Linked DNA regions of Capra hircus: region 1 is linked to region 2. The links are chromatin contacts, called in public Hi-C maps. All regions are on one chromosome and are shown on one strand. Each heading gives the region's core, a stretch centred on a gene start, on an enhancer-like site or on the middle of the called end of the contact. The rest is flanking DNA. Distances are from core to core; before and after follow the strand shown. Region 1 has its middle 24 kb from the start of PHGDH. Region 2 overlaps 3BHSD (3beta-hydroxysteroid dehydrogenase/isomerase).

Evidence for each region. A called contact is a pair of places that touch in the nucleus more often than the background predicts.
Region 1: a contact with region 2 is called in a Hi-C map of liver, with 5 times the contacts expected there. The contact joins two enhancer-like sites. A contact is called at or near these places in 2 of 5 Hi-C or Micro-C datasets (blood and liver).

Annotation. Positions count from the first base shown.
Region 1 is chr3:96,929,556-96,936,472 of ARS1.2, reverse strand. No RefSeq gene overlaps it. Among named protein-coding and RNA genes, the nearest start is that of PHGDH, 24 kb to the left of the region's middle. Within about 2 kb of position 3,387, at least 1 of the 5 cell types and tissues checked has an H3K27ac peak or open chromatin away from gene starts, as enhancers often do.
Region 2 is chr3:96,847,392-96,853,786 of ARS1.2, reverse strand. 3BHSD (3beta-hydroxysteroid dehydrogenase/isomerase) reads right to left here. Exons shown (of 3, transcript NM_001285716.1): 3 at 5,217-6,028. The coding sequence ends at 5,217. Among named protein-coding and RNA genes, the nearest start is that of 3BHSD, 11 kb to the right of the region's middle. Within about 2 kb of position 2,861, at least 2 of the 5 cell types and tissues checked have an H3K27ac peak or open chromatin away from gene starts, as enhancers often do.

The DNA of each region.
Region 1 (6,917 bases), core at 2,138-4,637, 82 kb before region 2:
AGAACGAGGAGACAAGAAGAGAAGAGTCAGGGTGATAAATTTGTTCCATGTATTAAAAAAAAACCAAAGGAAGAATTGAACATGTGAAGTATAGGCATGGATAGTATAAAAAAGAGTCAAATTCAAGTTCTCGAGATGGAAGCTACAGTGTTCGAGATGGAAAGTCACAGAATGGAATTAACTGCAGATTAGACATTATAGAAGAAAAAAAATGGTAAATTTGAAGACATATCAATATAGACTCCCCAGAATTAAATACTACATAGAATAATAGGGCTAGGGAAAAATTAGCAATGAAAAGTTGGAAAACTTCAACTAGCCTAATATAAATGTTATGGGAGTCCCAAAGGAGAGGGAAGGGGTTGGGGTGGGGCGGGGGGTGGAGAGAAAAAACATTTGAAGTAACAATGGGCAAAAACTTTTCTCAGTTGGATGAAAATTATAAATCAACACATTCAGAAGCTCAATGAATTCCAAGCACAAGATGTAGGAGGAAAATTATACCAACTATTACAAAAAGTTGGGAAAAAAAATCATAAAAGCAGGCGGGGGGGGGGGACACATAATGTTAAATACAGGGAAACAAGGATAAGAATTATGGCAGATCTTTCATTAATGCAAGACAGAAGAAATTAAAACAATTTCTTTAAAGTACTGAAAAGGAAAAAAAAAAATCTCTCCACCTAGAATTCTAAGACCAGCAAAAACATCTTTCAAAATGAAGACAAAGGGGGCTTCCCTGGTGGCTCAGTGTTAAAGAATCCACCTGCCAATGTAGGAGACACGGGTTCAATCCCTGGTCTGGAAAGATCTCACATACTGCAAAACAACTAAGCCTGTGTGCCGCAGCTATTGACCCTGCGCTAGATAGCCGTGCTCAGTGAGGAGTCTAGGGGCTTACATAAGACGAGGGCTTGCAGCCAGGAGTCGGTGATGAGGAACAAAGGTGTTAGGATCTTGTCAAAAACAGTCATAAGCGGGCGTTAGTAACCCAGTAATTGAGGCTGGCAGTTCAGTGGCTCTGCGGCCTTCTTTCTGATCTGTAAAAAAATCAGAACTACCGAGGGGAAGAAGTGTTTCGCATAGAGTCAAAAGATGTGTGTGCGTGTGTTAGTTGCTCAGTCGTGTCCCACTCTTTGCAAGACCATGGAGCCACTCCAGTATTCTTGCCTGGAGAATCCCATGGACAGGGGAGCCTGGCAGGCTACAGGCCACAGGACTGCAGAGTTGGACACGACTAAAGCAACTTAGCATGCAGAGAGTCAAAGGAGACTGGGTGTGAAATGTAGCTCCTGCAGAGTTAGGGGGCAGAAAAGCAAGCTTAGTTTCAGACATGTAGTGTTAGGACCAGTTAAAGTTAAAAAAAGAAAAAAGCTAGGAATGTTCAGATCCGCTCACAGTTCTCTTTATCTGCTTTGTTTTCAGGAAAGGAAAAGAAAAAAGCTCATTCTTCTTTTTTCCTGCAACAAAAGATTATTTTTCCATCCAGAGGTTTAGTGATTGACATAGGACTTAGGCTCTTAAGAGAGGGGTGGGCAAAGACAAGTTACCTGTGAATTCTAGAATCAAGCCCCTGATTTCATCTTCTTTAGGAATTTGCTCAACAATCTGTATAACTGTTATTAGGCAATAATCTGTTATTAGGCAAGGTACAGTATATGCAGATAAGCAGCGTGTGTCTGTATTCCCCAGAAGGCAAACTCTTGGGAAATTAGATAAGCAGATAAAGTAAAAATTTTCAGTCCAATAATCAGAAGCTGTCCCAGTGACCTCATATTGAGTTAAAGACCTGAGCTAATAGACATTCAGTTTGGTCGTATAGTGGCTATAGGAACTTTGATTAATCACTTCCCTATGTAGCTCATATGAAAAATAGAGTTGTGAATGTGTCCTGGAAAAAATGATTGTGTAAATGTTTTGAAAATACACATTCTAAACAACTGTTACTTGTTATTATTATTTAGAGATAAGAAATTAGTCACTACTGGTTTGAATATGTTTGATTTTTAAAAAGGCAGATGTGTTCAAAGATAACCATTTTCTGTCTTTCTACTATTCTATAGCCATTTCCTTAAACCTGTTTTCCTTGAAGCCTCTTAATGTACTGATCTTTTTTTCACTCCAGTCTCTTCTTGCTTTGCCCGTCTGTACAAGGTTATGAAAAGTACCTCAAATACAATTTAAACAGACAAAAGAGTTGATGCAAATAATACAAATATTGATTAATTCATTTATGTATGTATTTATTCACATTCATGCTTCAATTAAAGTATGACAGGAACTATGCAAATTAAAAAGATGCTATATCCTTGAAGAGCTCACAATGTGTGGGCCACCCAGTCAGGTAAAACAGTGACACTATTACCCAGCAGTGTGGAAAGTGCTAATGCTATCCTCTAAGAAATCAGCTAGGTTGTCTGAGCTGTGGGGCTGGGCTGAGGTAGCTCCTAATACCAGGGACACTGAGCTAAACATTGAAAGAGTCCTAGAGCAATCTATCTAGTAAGTAAATCACACCTTGTGTAGAGAGAAACTGCAAGCAGATCAGTAGAATCAGAGCGTAGAATGTGAGGGAGTAGTGATGAATAATGACTCCATAGTTACTAGTTTTCCTATTCATATAGAAGCAGTTTGTGAGCTACAGTGACCACCAACTGCTCGCTACTATCATTAGAATATATAGAGCTTCCCTGGAGGCTCAGTGGTAAAGAATCTACCCGCCAATGCAGGAGACACAAGTTCAATCCCTGATCCAGGAGGATCCTGCATGCAGCAGGGTAACTAAGCCTGTGCATCACAACTACTGACCCTGTGCTCTAGTGCCTGGGATCTGCAACTACCAAAGCCTGTGAGACCTCGAGCCCATGCTCTACAACAGGCGAACAAGAGAGGCCACGGCAATGAGAACCTGCAGCTGGAGAAGAGCCCCTGCTTGCCACAGCTGGAGAAAACAGTCAAAAATAATAAGAGATCTTTTAAGAAGAGTATATGTATTGTGTCTAGATGCTTTGGATAGAGAGATGATGATAATATAGGCAATATCTCCAACCCATTTGGATGAGTCGCTATTACAAGTAAATCCGGCAAAACCACTAATCAAGGCAGGAGATTCACTGAAAGATCAGAAATGGTTCTGTGAACTGCTCTGGCATGAAATGCTGCACAGAGTGATGATTTTGGTGCAGAAACACAGCGGGCAGCAAAGGAACAGCCTGTAATTAGAATCTTATCCCAGTCCCTGAGGCTCAACAGGCATCCATGAATAATTATCCAGCGAGTGGAAAAACTGGCTTGTTGAGATTTGGGGATATTAATAACACCCTATTTATCCAGTGATCTTTTCCCTCAGGGGAACCAGGGAGGGCTTGGCACGCATCCTCGTTACGCACAACGTTGTTCCTGCTATGACTGGCAAGATTGGGACACATCATGAAACACACCATGGTTGGTACACCAGAAGTAAAGAAAGGTACAGATAGTCTTCCTTGGGCCACCCCAGGAAGTTAGGTCCATTCGATAGTGAAGAAATATTTACAGAGAGTATATTTGCCTGGCACATAGTATGTGCTCAATAAACATTAGCCTCCTAGTCCATCACACAGTAAGTACTGCACACTTATTTATTGTGGAAGGGATCTAGAAACAGACTTACCATGCTCCTTGGCCAGAACTTCAGCTCCCACATGTTCTTCTAAGTCCACCCCAGTAAACACGGATAGCTAACTATCAACTCTGTTCTTGTCCAAGGCACACTACATTATGGGCACACACACAAACTATATTTCCAGCCTTCTGAGAGTTGACTGTTATCACATGATTGACTTCTAGCAATGTAAGCAAAATTGATGAAAACCAATTCCAGTTCTGGCCCTTAAAATCTCCTTCATAGTTTCTGCTTCCCATAACAAGAGAGTAAGATGCTACAGGACCAATCTCCCTAAAGAAACAACTATCAACTCTGAACATAATGCAAAAAAGCAACTGTCTAATGGTGTTAGAAAGTACTAGATACTGATTTAGTACACTCTTTGCTTGGTCCATAATATATAAAGAACTCTTATAACTCAATAATAAGAAGACAACTTGATTTTTTTAATGAGCAAAAGATTTGAACAGATACTTCACAAAATAAAATATCCAAACAGCCAATAAACACATGAAAATATGCTCAACATCACTAATTGTTAGGATTGTGAAAACCAAAATTATATTATATATCCACTAGAATGGCTGAATTTAAAGACATTAACAGTTCTAAGTATTGAGGAAGACCTGGATCAACTAGAACTTTCATACATTTCTGGTGAGAATGCAAGATGGTACAGCCATTTTAGTAAACAGTATCAATTAAGCATATACTTACTATATGACCCAGGAATCAGACTCCTAGGTATTTACACAAGAGGAATGAAAATATATGTACAAGTCCCTACATATGAATGAGTTCTATTCTGCGAGCATACTCCTAAGTCAGATTTGTAAGTCCAATAAAGTTAACCTAGGTACCCAACTAACACAGTCGGTTCTATAGTATTGTACCTCAATAGGTTCATAATACTTTTCACACATAGAATACATACATAAAAAACAAACACAAAAAATAAAGAAACCATTTTTAATCTTACAGTACAGTACCTTGAAAATTACAGAAGTCCAGCACAAAACCTGGCCTACAGGGGCTGGGCACACGTGTTCACATCTTTGAAAGTTTGCTGCTTGAAGGTTCATATGCAGGGGACTTACTGTATACACACAAGATAGATATCTACAAGTCACAGAAGAACTACTCCTAATAACTCAGATCTGGAACTCATCCAAGCGTCTATCAACTGGTGAATGGATTAGCAAATTGTAATCTATCCATACAATGAAATCTTACTCAGCAATAGAAAGAAATGAACTACTAATGTGTAATTATCAACATGAATTATACCAAGAAAAAGAAGTATGACACAAAGGAAGACATACCATACTTCAGTAAGTGTGTGGGTACATCCTCAATCACTTAGTCATATCTGACTTTTTGTGACACTGTAGCCCGCCAGGCTTCTTCCATGGGATTTCCCAGGCAAGAAGAGTAGAGTGGATTGTCATTTCCTTCTCCAGGGGATCTTGCCGACCCAGGGATTGAACCCGCATCTCCTGCACTATCAGGTGGATTCTTTAACTGGGAAGCCCAGGTAAAGCCCAAGCTTCCTGGGAAGCCCATTTCATTAAGTACAAGGAATTTAAAAACAGGCGAAATTTATCTATATTGACAGAACAGAAAGTTGCCTGGGGCTAAGGGTCAGGAGAAGGGATCAGATGTAAAGAGGCATCAGGAACTTACTGAGAACTTATGTTGAAAATGTCTCTATGGTGACTGCCACAGTGGACATACAACTGTATGTAATTACCAAAAGTTCATCCAACCATGCCATTAAAGTGGGTGAATTTTATTTTATGAAACTCTAACTTGAGCCTCTCTCTCCTACTCCTCTGCCTGCTGATGGTGGTATCCAGAAAAGTCTTGGAAATTCTGTGTTGACAATGGTAGAGCCCCCATCACCCTGGCCCCAAAGCGAATACCCGGGAAGGAGTGTCATCAACACTGCCGACTAGGAACCTCACACTGGATGGTTATATGAGTGAGAAGTTATTACAGTGTTAGGTCCCTGAAGTTTTTGGATTTATAGAAACTACAATTCTCTTAAGTAGGAACCTATCAAGTAAAACTTCATACTAAAGAGAAGAGAATCAAGTCACAGAAGCTCAGCCCAGGAACAGAGCCAGTGAAAAAGAAAGGCGATGATGAGAGAACTCTGCCATTTAGTTGGCCCTCCTTCAAACTCCAGACTCACAGGTGCTCGAGGAAGAATGGACTACAAGGAAAACCTCACAAAAACCACAAGGCAGTTCCACTAAAATCTCCATGTTTGTGCTACTTTTTAGCCTGTGTCCCTGATTCTGTCGCAGCGGGCTTGGAGATAGCATAGAAGCAAGCTAACCAAGGAGCTGAACTGGTCTTAGTTGGCTGATGGGAGAAGGATGAGAAGAGGATGTGGCAGTTTCTGAGATTTCTCAGATTTCTATGGCAGCATTAGCAAAAAGAGATGTTTCCAAAGAGAGACGCTAAAAAGCAGGGGAAATCGCACATCACAGCTGGGAGGATTAGCTCCCAAAGCCTCAAGAACTAGTCAGGAAGGATTTGAGGACTGGAATATCTGCAGATTGAGTAGGGGTGGAATCAGAGAAATATTATCCAATTATTGTTTGTGTGACTAATGTTCACCCCTGGGGTGATCTCACCTGTAGACACCTGTGATTTGTCCGTGTGGGCTTGTGTTTGTGTGCCTGTGTGTTTTTCATGATCTTTGTAAAAAAAATAGGCAAATGTATGAATAAAGTATAAAACAGAACATACACATTAAAACATAGTAAAACAGGTTTATACGTAATTTTTACTTTTGATTCTTTCCTGTTATTATTGTTTTAATAGAAACTCATAATTACATATATATATATATAATTATATTTGCATTATGTGTCTCAGGGTCTACATTCAACCCTGTTCCTTTTAAAGTAGTTCTAAAAATAGAGCTATCATATGACCTTGCAATCTAACTCCTAGGCATACATCCAGAGAAAAACATGGCCCGGAAAGATACACGACCTCAATGCTCATTGCAGCACTGTTTACAGTAGCCAAGACATGGAAGCAACCTAAATGTCCATCGGAGTGGATAAAGAAGATATGGCACATATATACAATGGAATATTACTCAGCCATTAAAAAAGAAGGAAATAATGCCATTTGCGACAATGCGGCTAGAGCTAGAGAGTGTCTTACTGAGAGCAGTAGGTCAGCAGAGAAGGAGAAATATATGGCATCCTTTATACACAGAATCTAAAAAGAAATGATACAAATGAACTTACAA
Region 2 (6,395 bases), core at 1,612-4,111:
GATATTTGTTGTTGAGGGGCGTGGGGAGAGGGGGTAAGTATGGAGACAAGCTCCTTGTTCTTAAAAGAGCCTAATTTTCCAGAGATCGTGAGGCACGTGACATGTAGTTAAATGTCAAATGGTCTCTGGAAGGGGAAAGAAGGCAGTCTCCTACAGGTGACCCAAGGTAACCCATCAAGTTTTTCCAGGTGTGTTCTCCATTCTCTCCCACATCTGGTCTTTCCATATTGGTCTCTTCGCTGCCTGAAAATGACTCCCCTCTCTCACCTCTGTATCTTTCCTGTCTCTATCACCTCTGCCTGGCATACATCCCCCCACATTTCTGCCTGTTGAAGTCCTACCCATCTGTCAACATTAAGCCCCAGTACAAGGGCTCTGTGGAGTACCCTACCCAGAGAGGACCCTCCAAAAACATTTTACCTTTCTAAGGGCACTTGGTACATTTTGCTGTGCACAGAACTCACCATGCCTCATATTTTATTGCTTCCACTAGACTGAGAGCAGAGATGCAAAACCAGAAGCCTTAGGTGTCAGTCCAGCCCACAGATGTGTTTTGTTATTTTGAACTCTTTTTAAAAGTCAAAATTAATGTATTAAAAATTATAACCTATATCAAACATACAGAAAAGTACAGAAGATAATGTTATGTATACTTGAGACCTAGCGCCAAAAAGGAACAGATTGCCTTCAACCCCTCACCGCCCATTTTTAAAGAAATAAGCTATTACACATAAAATTTGAGCACTAACCCACACTGGTCCCATTCCCAGAACTGGTCTTCACACTGTTTTTAAAATTTAGAATTACTTGACAGTATTTAGAAATCAAAAGATTTCACATAAAAAATTAGGAAACTTTGCTTTCCTTGTCAGAGAAGGCAATGGCGACCTACTCCAGTACTCTTGCCTGGAAAATCCCATGGGTGGAGGAGCCTGATAGGCTGCAGTCCATGGGGTCGCTAAGAGTCAGACACGACTGAGCAACTTCACTTTCACTCTTCACTTCCATGCATTGGAGAAGGACATGGCAACCCACTCCAGTGTTCTTGCCTGGAGAATCCCAGGGATAGAGGAACCTGGTGGGCTGCCGTCTGTGGGGTCACACAGAGTCGGACACGACTGAAGAGACTTACTAGCAGCAGCAAGGACTTACCTTCTCCTTGAAGAGTCAGAAGGTCTGGTGACTTGGGGTATATTCCCACTTGAGTCATGGGAAGGGGGCTCTGTGACTGCTGCCCCCCAAGATGAAGTATGTGCTCCCCTGCACACCATTCCCTGAGGCCTCTTAGCTCTTGCCTGCCTCATTTACACATGGTACCTGGCTCCTGCAGGCATGTGAGTTTGCCATCTTTATGTAAGATCTTTGAAGTCAAAAGCTTTTTATTACTGGAACTGAACCACAACTTGCTGGATGACTTTGAGCAAGTTACTGACCTCTCTGTCTCCATTTCCTCGAGTATCAGGCTAGGATAATAAGCGTACCTACTTTTGGATGTTGACTGAGTATTATTATATATACATGGGACTTCCCAGGTGGCACTGGTGGTAGAGAACCTGCCTGACAATGCAGGAGATGAAAGAGATGCAGGTTCGATCCCTGAGTTGGGAAGATTCACTGGAGGAGGGAATGGCAAGCCACCTCAGTGTTTTTGCCTGGAGAATCCTATGGACAGAGAAGCCTGGTGTGCTATGGTTCATAGGTCCACACAGAGTCCAGCATGACTGAAGCGACTCAGCAGGCACAGGCGGTGCTAGTGGTACAGGACCTGCCTGGCAATGCAGGAGACATAGGAGATGCCGTTCGATCCCCGGCTTGGGAAGATTCCCTGGAGGAGGAAGTGGCAACCCACTCCAGTATTCTTGCCTGGGAAATCCCACTGACAGAGGAGCCTGGCGGGCTGCAGTTCACGGGTCTGCAAAGAGTCAGACAGGACTGAACGACTGAGCACACACACACTCGCATAAAGTGTGTTAGAACCATCCTTCGTTCATAATTTTGCTGGTTGAGGTTCACCTTCTTTTCTCCAAAACCCTCAGGGCTGGATACATTTTGGAATTCAGATTTCTTTTGGATTTTAACAAGGTAATAAGGGTATGTATCATATATTACAGTACACCCCAGTAAGATCCAGGTTAGCCCCTTGTCATTAAACACACTGAAATTTCTGCAGAAGAAAACCTAGAGTACACATTAAGTGTGATCCAGACTTAAATTGCTCCATCCATTCTGGGTGGGCCAGGCTGCCTACAAGCATTCAGGCCTTCGGGGAGAAGGTAGGTCTCGATCCCAGAGCTCCCAGACTTGGACTCTTTTGGGGATATTTGGGATTTCTTAGGAGAAATTGTGAGGTTGGGTTTTGTCACTGTCCTCATCTGTTTGTTAATAAAGTAACAGAATATTGTAGCTGTCCTGCAGCTGCGGGGTCTGCCTTCCTCCAGCCCCTTTAGGTCCTTTGTCGCTTTTCTGCCCCTCCTTCCCCGGGCCAGCCACCCTCCTGCCAGCTGCACCTCGGCCCTCTGAGGCGTGCCTCCTCCAGCTTGGAGGGCAGTCTAAGCTACCTAATCTCCCCGGGCAAACCCTTCTCACCTGGCGGACCTGTGTCCTCTCTGCTCTCCCCGCTCCTCCTCTCTCCCAGCCCCGCCCCCGCCTGGCCCCCACCACTGCTCGGCTTCTTCCCGCTGCCTGGACCCGCTCACTCACTTCCTGCCTAAGTCCCATCTCCCTCCTCCAAGACCTAGCTGCGCTCCCACCTCGTCCTTGAGGCTTTTCCCAATAGCTTCTGTTCAGCTCCGTTCTCCAGACTCAGTACCCAGAGCACTTAACCGGTGGCTGAGCACGTGCCTGGCTTTCGCTGACTCATTCAGCCGTACCCCACGCGGTCACCCAGGTGTGGGGGGCGGGGGCGGGGACGGGAGAGGCGCTGCGGGGCGGTTTCCTTCTTCCCTCCGGGTCTCTGCTGCCCCCGTGCGGTGCTTTCCCTGTAGTGCACCTGGGGCTCCTGTGCACGAGCTCGGACCACCCCGCGCGGGAGTCAGGTAGCATAGTGTCAGTAAGGACGCGGCTTCGTTGGTCAAAGCATTCCCAGGTCTTTATGCTTATTCAGTAGAGACCAACAGTCGGGCAGATCCGCTCTCCTCTTTCTTCTCTCACATCAACCCCCGCTTGCACTTTGGTGACAACGCCACCTCCCTCCCCTGGGAGAACAGCTCTGAAGGGTTTATGTTTGTGGGATTTCGCTAGACTAAAAACGGCTGGAGGGAACTTTTGTTTCAGCCTCCACCACCCTCCTTTCCTTCCTTCCTTATCGGCATAAACATATGAGGGTTTGCACATCACCAGGCTGGACAGAGGCTGCCTCTTGTGTTTTGCGTACTGGAGGAAGCGGGTGTTTCATCTCACTTTGTCTCACCCCTGGGACCATTTACTGATCTCCCAGGGCTGATCCTCTGTCCCTTGTCCCCCCCACCCCCACCCCCCTTTGGGGTTTTGAAGGTGATGGAAACCTGTTCCTCCGGGCCAGAGTGCTTTTTCCCTTTTCTCCTAAGAGTGAATGCTTAAACAATCTCCTTTGCATCAAATTCAACTGAATTCATAATCTGTAAATTCCCTGGGTAAGAGAGAGGCCATCTTGGTGTTGGGTACGACTCTTGTTGTGGCCGTGGCTCACAAAGACAGGGGACTCCCTGGTGTAGAAGAGATAGCCCCACCTCCCCTCCAACGACCCCTTCCCCCCGTCCCCCCAACCTCACCCCGGGCTTCGGTTGCGTGGTCCTGGTTGGTCTGACAGTGTCTCTTTTGAATGCTTGTCCTCCAGTCAGTTAATGGACGTGTCATCATTTAAGTCCCCAAACATGTCTCAATTGGTCTCCCTTCCTTGAGGACACTGAGAAGGATGAGAGGGCTAGTGGTTAGGGAGCGATGGAGGGAAGGGAAAGAGGCTGAGGAGGAGAGAGGGAAGGGAAGAGAGGGGGCAGGCTGAGGGAGAGATAGGGAGGAGGAAGGAGGAGGAGGAGGAGGAGCAGGAGCTAAATCTGGAGGAGCGAAATCTCTACTTTTGCACCGAGTGGGAGAGATATTTCAGGGACGTTCACATCTGTTCCCTTTACTTGCCTAGGAACCCATCATGTGGCTTCACCGAGATTTGAAAGAACGTTGAATTACTGGCTTCTGAGTTACCGGAGGGGCCAACACGCACATCCATCCAAGTGTGTTCTAGGGACCTTCAAGGGGCCTGGCACTGGCAGCGGGGCTGGCTGCAGCTCTGCTTCTCCCTCTCCTCTCGGCTGGCGAGGGTAGGAAAACCTCCCAGATTCCCTGAGGGGCTCTCCTCAGTCCTGGGGTGTCTCCTGCCCAGGAGCGGGCAAGAAGGAGGTGACCCAAGAGATCTGGGCTCTCTCAAGAATCACTACCCTATGTCCAGTGCTCCCGCCGCACCCTGGCAGCTCATTCACCAGCAGCAGACGCAATTCAGTGGCAGATGAGGGTTTTCAAGTTTATCTGGGTTAAATGTCCCGGTCTCTCACTAGTTAGTGTGATTGTGAACATGTTTCCTTATTCATAAAAGGGAATAGTCAGTCATCCCTACCTCGTAGGTTTCTGGTGAGGGTTAAATAAGTGTTATATGTGAGTCATTCAGTGGGTTCCTGAAACATAGTAAGTCCTGGTCAATCCCATTGTCCACCTCCCCAGCACTCGGCCCAACCCAGTCCCATGCTGCTTCTCTGAATAGAAAAGGCTGATATCTGGAAATGGAGGGGAAAACACAAGAGACTGTATTCACGTAAACCACAGCTTCCTCCAGATTAGTCATGAAAACGTTGATCATTTTTATTGAGCTACATGAAGGAATATGAACTTTTAAAAGAAATGCTTCCACATTTAACAAAGAAAGTGGAACTAAGAGGCAAAACTCAAAGTTACAAGAAGCCCAAATAACTCAGAATCTGCCACTGAGATTTTGGTACCAGCAGCTGCAGCAAATCACCTTGTCTGTCCCCTGGAGGCAGGTAGGGAAGAAAGCTTCCACTTGGGCCAGTGACCGACACGGTTTCTGGTGGCAGAAGGCAGATAGTAAGATGAGCATCTTCTAAAAGGGAGGCAGGAGGACCCAGGCTTGTGTCTATGTTACTTTCTGTATGAAGCCTCAAGGGAAGCGCTTGATCGACATCTACAAACCATACCCACATGTCCACGTTCCCATCGTTGTCACTCCTAGGTCAGTGAATCTTTGTTTTCAGGGTCTCTTTGTGCTGTTTCACCAGGGAACCAATCCATTCCTTGGTTTTCTGCTTGGCTTCCTCCCAAGTGTAGAGGGGCTCATACCCCAGATCTCGCTGAGCTTTCTTATAGGAGAAGGTGAACACGCTGTTGCAAAGAGTCACTAGGTGGCGATTGAAGCAGGGGTGATATTTGTAAATTGGACTGAGCAGGAAGCTCACTATTTCCAGCAGGAAGGCAAGCCAGTACTGCAGAGAAATAGGAAGGCTCATCCGGGAATCCAGGCAGAAGCCCCATTCTTTGCTCAAAGTGTAATTGAGGTCATCGTAGCTTTGGTGTGGTGTGTCGTCTGAGATGTAGTAGAACTGTCCTTGGATGTTCGGGACCTTTTTGGGGTCCCGTAGGGCCCTCAAGGCCAGAATGTGGGCCCAGGCCACATTGCCAACATAGACTGGGTTGACTCTGGAGAACTTGCAGTAATTGGTCAGGATGCCGTTGTTCTTCAAGGCTCCATGCATGTAGGCAGAAAGGAACGGGCTCCCCTCCCCGTAGATGTACATGGGCCTCAAGGCACAAGTGTACAAGGTGCCGCCATTCTTCAGAGCCCACCCGTTAGCTTCCAGCACAGCCTTCTCGGCAAGCTTCTTGCTGTATGGGTATGGAGAGAACCATGCCGATTCATGATGCTCTTCTTCATGGCCGTCTTGGATGATCTCCCTGTAGGAGTTGGGCCCAGCCACCTCTATGGTGCTGGTGTGGATAAAGACTGGCACGCTAGCCTGGACACAGGCCTCCAGCAGCAGCTGGGTACCTGCCCGAAGGAAGCACACCATCAGCGTCAGGACACAGCCCAGGCCCAGCCCGGCCATGGGCCGTGTCTGCCCCTCGTCCTGAAGTGCAGTGGCCGTTACCTCTGAGCAGCGCATTGTCTCTCGCTAAGATCCAACCGTGCTAAAGCCATAGGACAAGAGTGAAAATGAAGCAATGAAAGGGGAACGAGACTTGGGTTCTGGACTGCACGCATTTGGATTCCATGGACTTTGGGGATTTACATGGAACATGTTTGCACTTTTAATGTTGGAAAAGAACGAGTTGCCACTTTATATTTTGCAGAGTAAAGAGATTTTAAAGTGATCATTTGTCGTCTCCAGCACCTCATTAAAGGTGGGCTGAAACGA